Linked DNA regions of Oryza sativa: region 2 is linked to region 1. A link is a contact called in public HiCAR-type data. All regions are on one chromosome and are shown on one strand. The core of a region is the stretch at or near the end of the contact, and the rest is flanking DNA. Distances in the headings are between cores, read along the strand shown. Region 1 holds the start of LOC4340647 (inactive poly [ADP-ribose] polymerase RCD1). Region 2 holds the start of LOC4340657 (BTB/POZ and MATH domain-containing protein 1).

Region 1 (3,946 bases), core at 670-3,169:
ATCAACATCACAGAGACCAACACTATAGAATGATAAAAAGATTTAAAATTATGAGTTGACTAGTATATTATCCACTAGCATAGAATTTAAACAGGCCACTAATGAAAGTTAAGTAAAACAACAACCTGGTAAATGCACGGTTTTCAGGCGAGAGATACACACCAGTACGCATATCAGAACTGTGACTTGTTTGTCCAGTGCTAATAAAACCATTAATCAAAACTCCAACTATGTCTTGCTTCCTAGATCCAAGCCATCCATATCTCACATCAGCATAACCAATTTTCTTTCTCGTCAACCTCATCTGTCTTGCAAAAGACTCAAGTCTACATTGTGCTGTGACATCCTCTGCAGAGTACCGATGAATATGAAGTAAGTTTTTAGGTGATGCAAATGAACCCATGCCAGAGAGGAAAAGGTTCTGAACAAACTGAAAGCTCTCACTGCCTCTTTCAACAGGCACAATCTTCTTGCGTAATATGTCAGGAATACAAGAATTCTGTAAAACTGGAGAGCTAGTTTCAACGACAGCTTGCTTCACCAGTTCATTTGGAGCCTTTGGAACCATCCCCTCAGTTAGACCTTGTCCGCTGCCTTCAGAACCCATGTTTAATTTTCTGGATTCATCAACGCCCTCGTCAAAGAATGCAGAAGGAAAAAACCACTTGCCAGTGCCATCTAGCCATGAAACAGATCTCTGCTTTCTTGTTTTTAGGTTCACCATGGTCATCGACAAGAAATCAACAAGCAGAGGCTGATCATCCATCACAACTACAGCACTAGATTTATCAGCTTTGAATCCCTCAACAAGGGACTCCATTATTTTCTGAGGGAAATCACACCATGCACCTTGTTTGTAAAATGCAATGCGACTTGGCAACCCGCTTTTCAGGTAATTAACACAATCTTTAGCCAGATTAGGTTGAATGCAGCAACTCTGAGAAGGTGAACCGGGTAAGGGCCTGCTCTCCACATTGGAAGATACATTATCCTCTTCGACGCGGCGATACTTGAAGTCTTTCGACAGGCAATCATCAACAAGCTTGCGCTTCAGGCACAAATCGTGGGACTTCTGAAGCGAATCCATGGGATACTGTAGTTCCTAACAGAATATCAAGGAAAATGTTATCCTAATATGATACAACAATTTTTCATTTCTCCCTTCACCATGATCTCATAAACAACACTAGTACTTCGTAACAGAGACCGGATCTCGTATCATCAAATAAGGAATACAGAAACATATCAGAAAATTTTAATCAGCACTAATTAGTAAAATAGAAATAAACTCCGCGATATGGAATACAGTTGAAACAACTTGATACTAAAACTGACATACTTGCAAATACTAACAAGTTGCTTCAAAAATTCTTCTGAAAGGTTCGTTACTTCAAAAACTGCAGTGCCAGTAAAGCGAAGGGAAATTTAGTTGAAAATTTGCAGATACCCATTCCACGCATCACCAGAGTCACAAATCAATCGAAGTTCATAACGAATTTCCTTTTTCCCATCAGACGCCAAACGAAACCATATCCAGAATTAACTGAGAAAACCTAGCAAAGAGAGAGCGAAATCGAAGCGAATCGAGGGGAAAGCGCAAAACGAGATGTCGCGGAGACGCCCTAGTCAACACCCCCCCATCGTCGGAGGCGGCGCATGCGGTAGAATCAGGAGAGACAGAGAGAGGGAGAGAGTCACCTGTCACAGGAGACTGCGGGCACGGCGCACCCTCACCCTCCCTCGCGCCGTCACGCCTCCGCCTCCGCCTCCGCCTCCGCTCCCTCGACGGCCGGCGACCCGGGGCGGGGGGGGGGGGGGGTCCCTTTCTCGGCGGGGCCGGAGGTGGAGGGGAGGGAGGCGGACGACGAGGAGGACGATGGAGTTGGGTCGTTGGCTGCACGCGCGCGACGCGCCGAGGCGAGCCCATCTCGTGTTAGGAAAAAATAAGTATATTTTGCCTCCTCCAACCTCTTACTACTGATTAAATCAACTCCGTCAACCACTTCACCTCTATTTTATTTTATTTTTTAAAAGAAAAGAACAAGGTTACAAATCGACTCATTCACTGCCTCCTCTGTTTCATATTATAATTCGCTTTGAATTTTTTCAGTGAATTATTTCAAGAGTTTGATCAAATTTATAAAAAATATAGCAACATTTATAGTAATAAATTAATTTTATTAAATCTAACATTAAATATGTTAGTGTTATAGATAAAGCATGCCCAATAGTTTTTGTTGGGCTCAATAAGACCACCTTATACCGTCTTATACCGAATCATGCCTCATATATGGAAATTGTTTCCAATAAGAAAAGAGAAGCAGACTTCTACTCGGGCACTATAAGTACTACTCGGATTACTTGTCTTTTTAATTTTGCTTGGAAAAGGGATATCTGAGAGTATTTTTTTTCCACGAACATGGTCAGAGCTTAAGAAGATTGACTAAGAAAAAAAAGTCAAAACGACTTATAATATGAAACAAAGATAGTAGTTTGAAAATCGGTTTCTGCAGATGTGGAAGGTTGATCGTGGTTGACTCGTTCATAGGTGGGACTCACGTGTTAGTGAAACATGCAATTCTCTTTTCCCCAATTTTCTATTTCTCATGTTCAACCAGTCGTTTCGCGCGGCTGCTATGATTATTGTTGCAATTCCGAGAGGCCCATATTTAGGGGTTTTGGGCAGTTGGGCTGTCTACGCCTAGGGATGGTAATGGGCCCAACATTTTGGCCTACAAAATGTGAGGGTTAGGTAAAAAAAGGTTGGGTTAAAATTTAGGGGAGTACCTATACATCTTTCGAAAGATTTTTATGATCGTATCACACAGATTTTTAATCTTTGGATTAAAATCCGATAGATATAATAAAAAGCAAAAAGCAATTAAGAAATACCATAATGGACACTAAATTACCATATCCTCAAGAAAAAGACCAAATCCAATACAAAATTTAAAATTTACATGTGAAGATTCAAAAATTACAGTGTAACTTACAAAAGTTATAGTGTAAGTTTCATAAATTACACTGTAACTTACAAGAAAATGCACTATAAATTTGAGTGAGAAAATCAAGTGAGAGATAAGAAAAAAAATCTTTCGAGTGAGATATAGCAAAATCGAAAATTTAGTAGTGTTTTGTGCTAAAAATATTTAAAGGTTGAGATGGATATGTGAAAAGGCCCATGGGCCTTCGTCTGAAATTCACTGCAATGACAGTGGCTGAAAAGAGTTAGAACTGAAAAATGTGGACTCGAGAAAGTTCCAGGCTCAAATATTCCACTGACATCTGGGCCCCACACCCAACCAACCAGTATAAAGTTCAAGTATCAGCCTCGGCCTCGCCATCTTCGTCCCCATCGCGCGATCGCCTCCACCCCAACGGCCAAAAACCCAAACACGACGCCGCGTCGCCGCCGAGCCGAGCAAGAGCACCATGAATCCGCCGCCGCAGAAGCCGGAGCGCCGCGGCAACTCGCTGACTGATCTGAACGACGACGTCCTCTCCGAAATCTTCTTCCGCATCCCGCCGGGCGACCCCGGGGTCCTCGTCCGCCTCTCCGTCGTCTGCAAGTCGTGGCGCCGCCTCCTCACCGACCGCGACTTCCTCCGCGGCTACCGCGCCTTCCACCGAGCGCCTCCGATCCTGGGCTTCTTCTGCGCAGAGTTTGGGCGCACCACATTCGTCCCCACCACCGCCTTCCGCCCGATCATTCCCAGCGCCGACTGGCTACTCTGCGACTCCCGCCATGGCCGCGCCCTCTTCGACGCCTACGGGTTACCCGTGCGGCTCCTCGTGTCGGACCCCATGACCGGCGCGGAGCGGCTGCTGGACGCGCCGGAGCGCTGGAGGAACATCCACTGGAGCGCGACGCAGTGGAGCGCAGCGGTGCTCTGCGCCGCGCACGTCTGCGACTGTTAGGAATAAACGCGTTGTCATGGCCGTGCCT
Region 2 (3,845 bases), core at 537-3,036, 150 kb before region 1:
AATTCGGCCTAGTTAATTCCGGTCAACGAATTCATCCCACTAATTGATTTGGCCTACCTTATTGCCCGTAAAGTAATACAACCACGAGTAAATTTAGCCCACTTAAAATCCACCAGTGAATTACGCCCACAATTTAACTTGGAATAAGTTCACCGGAGGTCCCTTAACTTAACCGCGAGATTTTTTTAGTCCCTTAACCACAAAACCAGAAATATATACCCCTAAACTTATACAAACCGTGCACTCAACGTCCTATGGCAGTAGATATAGGTGGTTTCGCTGACGTGACATCCTAGTCAGGAAAAAGAAATTAAAAAAATACATGGGTCCCACATGTCAGCTTCACATTCCTTTTCTTCTCTTTTCTTCTCCCCCTCCTCTTTTCTTTCTTCACTCTTCTCTTCATCTTCAGTGAGGCCGGCGCCCGGCCGGCGGGCGGAGCGGCGAAGGGCGGCAGCAGGCGAGCGCAGCGGCGGGCCCGCGCGGCAGCGGAGCGGTGCACTGTGCTGGCGCCGGCGCCGGCTAGGAGGACGACGAACTGTCCCTGCTGCTGCGTTGCAGCGTGCGGCCGGTGGCGGCCCCGCTGCTCCTCCGCATGAAGTCCGGCAAGGGCGCCCACCGCAGCGAGAACATCTTCTGGGAGACCACCATGGAGTCCACCAACTTCCTCGACGACGACAACTCCTCCTCCTGCGCCGGCGGCGGCGACGGTGATTACCACTACCTCGACGCCTGCTTCCTCTGCAAGCGCGACATCACTTCAACCGCCACATCTTCTTGTGTAAGTACGTACCACGATCTTAATTAATTTTCTCTCGTTGAATCTCATGCATATATATTTGCTTGATTGATTCTTCGATTATTCAGTGATTCATTGATTTGATTGCATATGTGTTGTTTGTGCAGGGGGAATGCGGCGTTCTGCAGTGACGACTGCAGGCAGGACCAGATGGACATGGACTCCGCGCTCGCCGCCGTCAAGCGCTGCCACCGCACGCTGCAACGCAGCAGCCGGGACAGGTCGTCGTCCTCCTCGTCGGCGCCGGCGGCGGCACAGTGCACCTTGTCTGGCTAGCTGGCTAGCTACTACCAAGCCGTTCGTTGTACAGTCACAGCGGCGGAGCGGCAATGGGCGGCAGCGGGCCTGCACCTCCTCCGCATGAAGTCCGGCAAGGGCGCCTGCCGCCGTCACGCTCTTCCGCTCGCCCGCCGCCGCCCATCGTTGCTCTGCCCCGCATCCCGGCGCCGCTCCGCTGCCGCGCAGGCCCGCCGCCGTCCATTGCCGGCCTCCCTCACTGAAGAAGAACAGAAGAGAGAAGAGAGAAAATATAAGAGAATGAATGTGCAGCTGACAGGTGGGCCCCACATATTTTTTTAAATTTTTTTTCGCTGACTAGGATGCTATGTCGGCAAAACTGCCGTAGGATCTTGAGTGTACGGTTTATGTGAGTTTAGGGGTATACATTTCTGGTTTTGTGGTTAAGGGACCTAAAAAATCTCACTGTTAAGTTGAGCGACCTCTGGTGAACTTATTCCATTTAACTTAGGCCATGTACAACGAATTCTCACCACGATTGAATTTAGCCCACGTAATTTCCGTAGAAAAATTCAGACCTCGGGCGAATTTGGCCCGTTAAATATCCGTCGACGAATTCAATCCACAACAAAACTCAGCCCAGTTTATTCCACGTGAAAGAATCCGGCCCATAAACATGGAAGCCCATCCGAGCCCACGGCCTACTCACCCACGCGGCTCAAAGCCCACTATCCAGGAAACGCCACGCCGATGCCACCGACATTCCGCCGCGGCGTCCTTGCTCGATCGCTCACTTTCTCCATCGTTGACGGGCTTCTCCTCCTCCTCCTCCTCTCCCCCCTCGTCGCCGCCGTAGCCGGGGGGCGCCGCGGCGAAGCCGCCGATGCGGCCGGGTCCAGCCGCGGACGCCGCCTTCGTCGATCCACGCCGCGCCGTTGGTAGGTACGCCCTGTTTATCTGCCTCTCCTCGCCGCGGGCGCGCGTACGGTTGGGCTGGGGAATGGGGAACGAGCAGCTCACACCCAGGGGCTCCTCGGAAGCAATGCGAGGGTGCCGAATAGACCAAATCTTAGGGCCGATTTGTATCTCTCGTCGCAATGCGTAGAGCGATTCGGTCATCTGAGTTCTAAGGTGGTACGTTTTGGCAGGTTGACTTTTTTTTTTTTTGGCATAAGGGAAATGATAGAACAAAGCATACATTAGATTCGACCATGCCGTAAGCAAAGCATGCATTCCATCATGTAATTTACGAGTTTCTAGGCAGTGTTAAGCCACATCATAAATCAAAAACAAATTGTGAAGATATCGGCTGGTGCTTAGTGTGTATTGGCGGATGAGCTCCGGGCTAATTGCCACTGACTGTGGCGAGGTGCATATATGCTGCTATGGGCTTCGATCTATTGGTTTCAACAGTTGTTAAGTATGCGCGCCACATGAGCTGTTGGATTTCTTGGACGGTGGATAAGTGATGACTGCACGTTCGTGACTTCAAGGGGTGAAGGCAGACGATCCGACTCCATAAGGGAAATGATAGGGTGAATTGGAATTTCACTTTGCGCGCATGTGATATGCGATGTAGTTAGTTCTCTGATAGATTTTTATTTTAAGGATCTCATGAGTCGTTAACCTTCACATGGTAGTAGTATATATAGTTTTGGTCTATGTGGTTATAATTTGACGCTTTTGAGGCTTTTTTTTAGAAAAAGACAAATCTTCCAAAAAAAAATGTCCAACAATGTCTTCTGCTGATTATATAGATTTCAGGAAAGTAGGAAATTTTTCCTTGTATGATACTTCCTCCGTTTCACAATGTAAGACTTTCTAGTATTGTTCACATTCATATAGATGCTAATGAATCTTTATATATAATAATATCTTGATTCATTAGCATCTATATGAATGTGGATAATGCTAGAAAGTGTTACATTGTGAAACGGAGGGAGTAAATACATAGGATGATGTTACATTGTTACTGTTATTTGGTCAAGCTAATTTAGCTTTATTATAGCATTGTTACATTATAAATTCAACTATCTGTTTATACTCTTTATTTTTCTAAAGAGTATGTTACTATTTGTTTATCAGGAAGAACATGCTATGTGTTTGAGCAAAGATTTTCTGAATTAGTCGTCTCCTGCAGCAGGCTATTAGGTTATTAGTGCAAGACAACTTCCTAGTTCATTTTGTAAATTGTAACTCTTCGCACAAACAGTCAAATAGTCTCCACTCTCCAGTGGCTATTGACCAATCACCATGGAGACCCCGACAAATCTCACCAACACAATATCTGCAGTTCACCTGTTAAAAATCAATGGATATTCAGTAACCAGAGCACTTGGTTGTTCAGAGTATATCTCGTCGAGGAGATTGGCTGCAGGTGGATATGATTGGGAAGTTCTTTACTATCCACGCTATTATGAGCATGGTGTGTACTGGATAGCACTTCGACTTATGTTTATGAGCAAGGAATGTAAGCATGAGGTGAAGGCAGCTCTTAAATGTCAGTTAGTACATGAGGCACAAATTTATCTGCCATCCGGAAGTAAAAGTGTATCCTCTAAATATACAGGGCAACGAGATTGCGGGCCAGCGCTCCTGCTTGTAAAACAAGATGATTTGCCAGGATCCAATTATTTCATCGGGGATTCCTTTGTTGTGGAGTGCACCATCACTGTGTTAAGAGAGCCACAGGAAGCTGTGACTAATGTTTCTCCAAATGTTTCCAATCCATGCTGTGACTTGCAAATGCACCTTGGTGAACTCTTGCTGAGTGAAAAGGGGGCAGATGTCACGTTTGTTGTTGCAGGTG

What was found. HiCAR-type assays count read pairs that join an accessible place to other places.
Region 2: a HiCAR-type map of leaf shows a contact between it and region 1, with 2.5 times the contacts expected there. The contact joins the promoter of LOC4340657 here to the promoter of LOC4340647 in region 1. A contact is called at or near these places in 3 of 15 Hi-C or Micro-C datasets (leaf and panicle) and 1 of 4 datasets of contacts at active chromatin or transcription factors (leaf).

What each region holds. Positions count from the first base shown.
Region 1 is chr6:7,865,142-7,869,087 of ASM3414082v1, reverse strand. LOC4340647 (inactive poly [ADP-ribose] polymerase RCD1) reads right to left here and starts at 1,919. Exons shown (of 10, transcript XR_010742009.1): 1 at 1,699-1,919; 2 at 126-1,102; 3 at 1-22. LOC9272659 reads left to right here and starts at 3,418. Exons shown (of 3, transcript XM_066311314.1): 1 at 3,418-3,894. The coding sequence starts at 3,433.
Region 2 is chr6:8,011,575-8,015,419 of ASM3414082v1, reverse strand. It overlaps LOC4340657 (BTB/POZ and MATH domain-containing protein 1), which reads left to right and starts at 1,786. Exons shown (of 2, transcript XM_015785596.3): 1 at 1,786-1,974; 2 at 3,122-3,845. The coding sequence starts at 3,290. It also overlaps the pseudogene LOC136357122.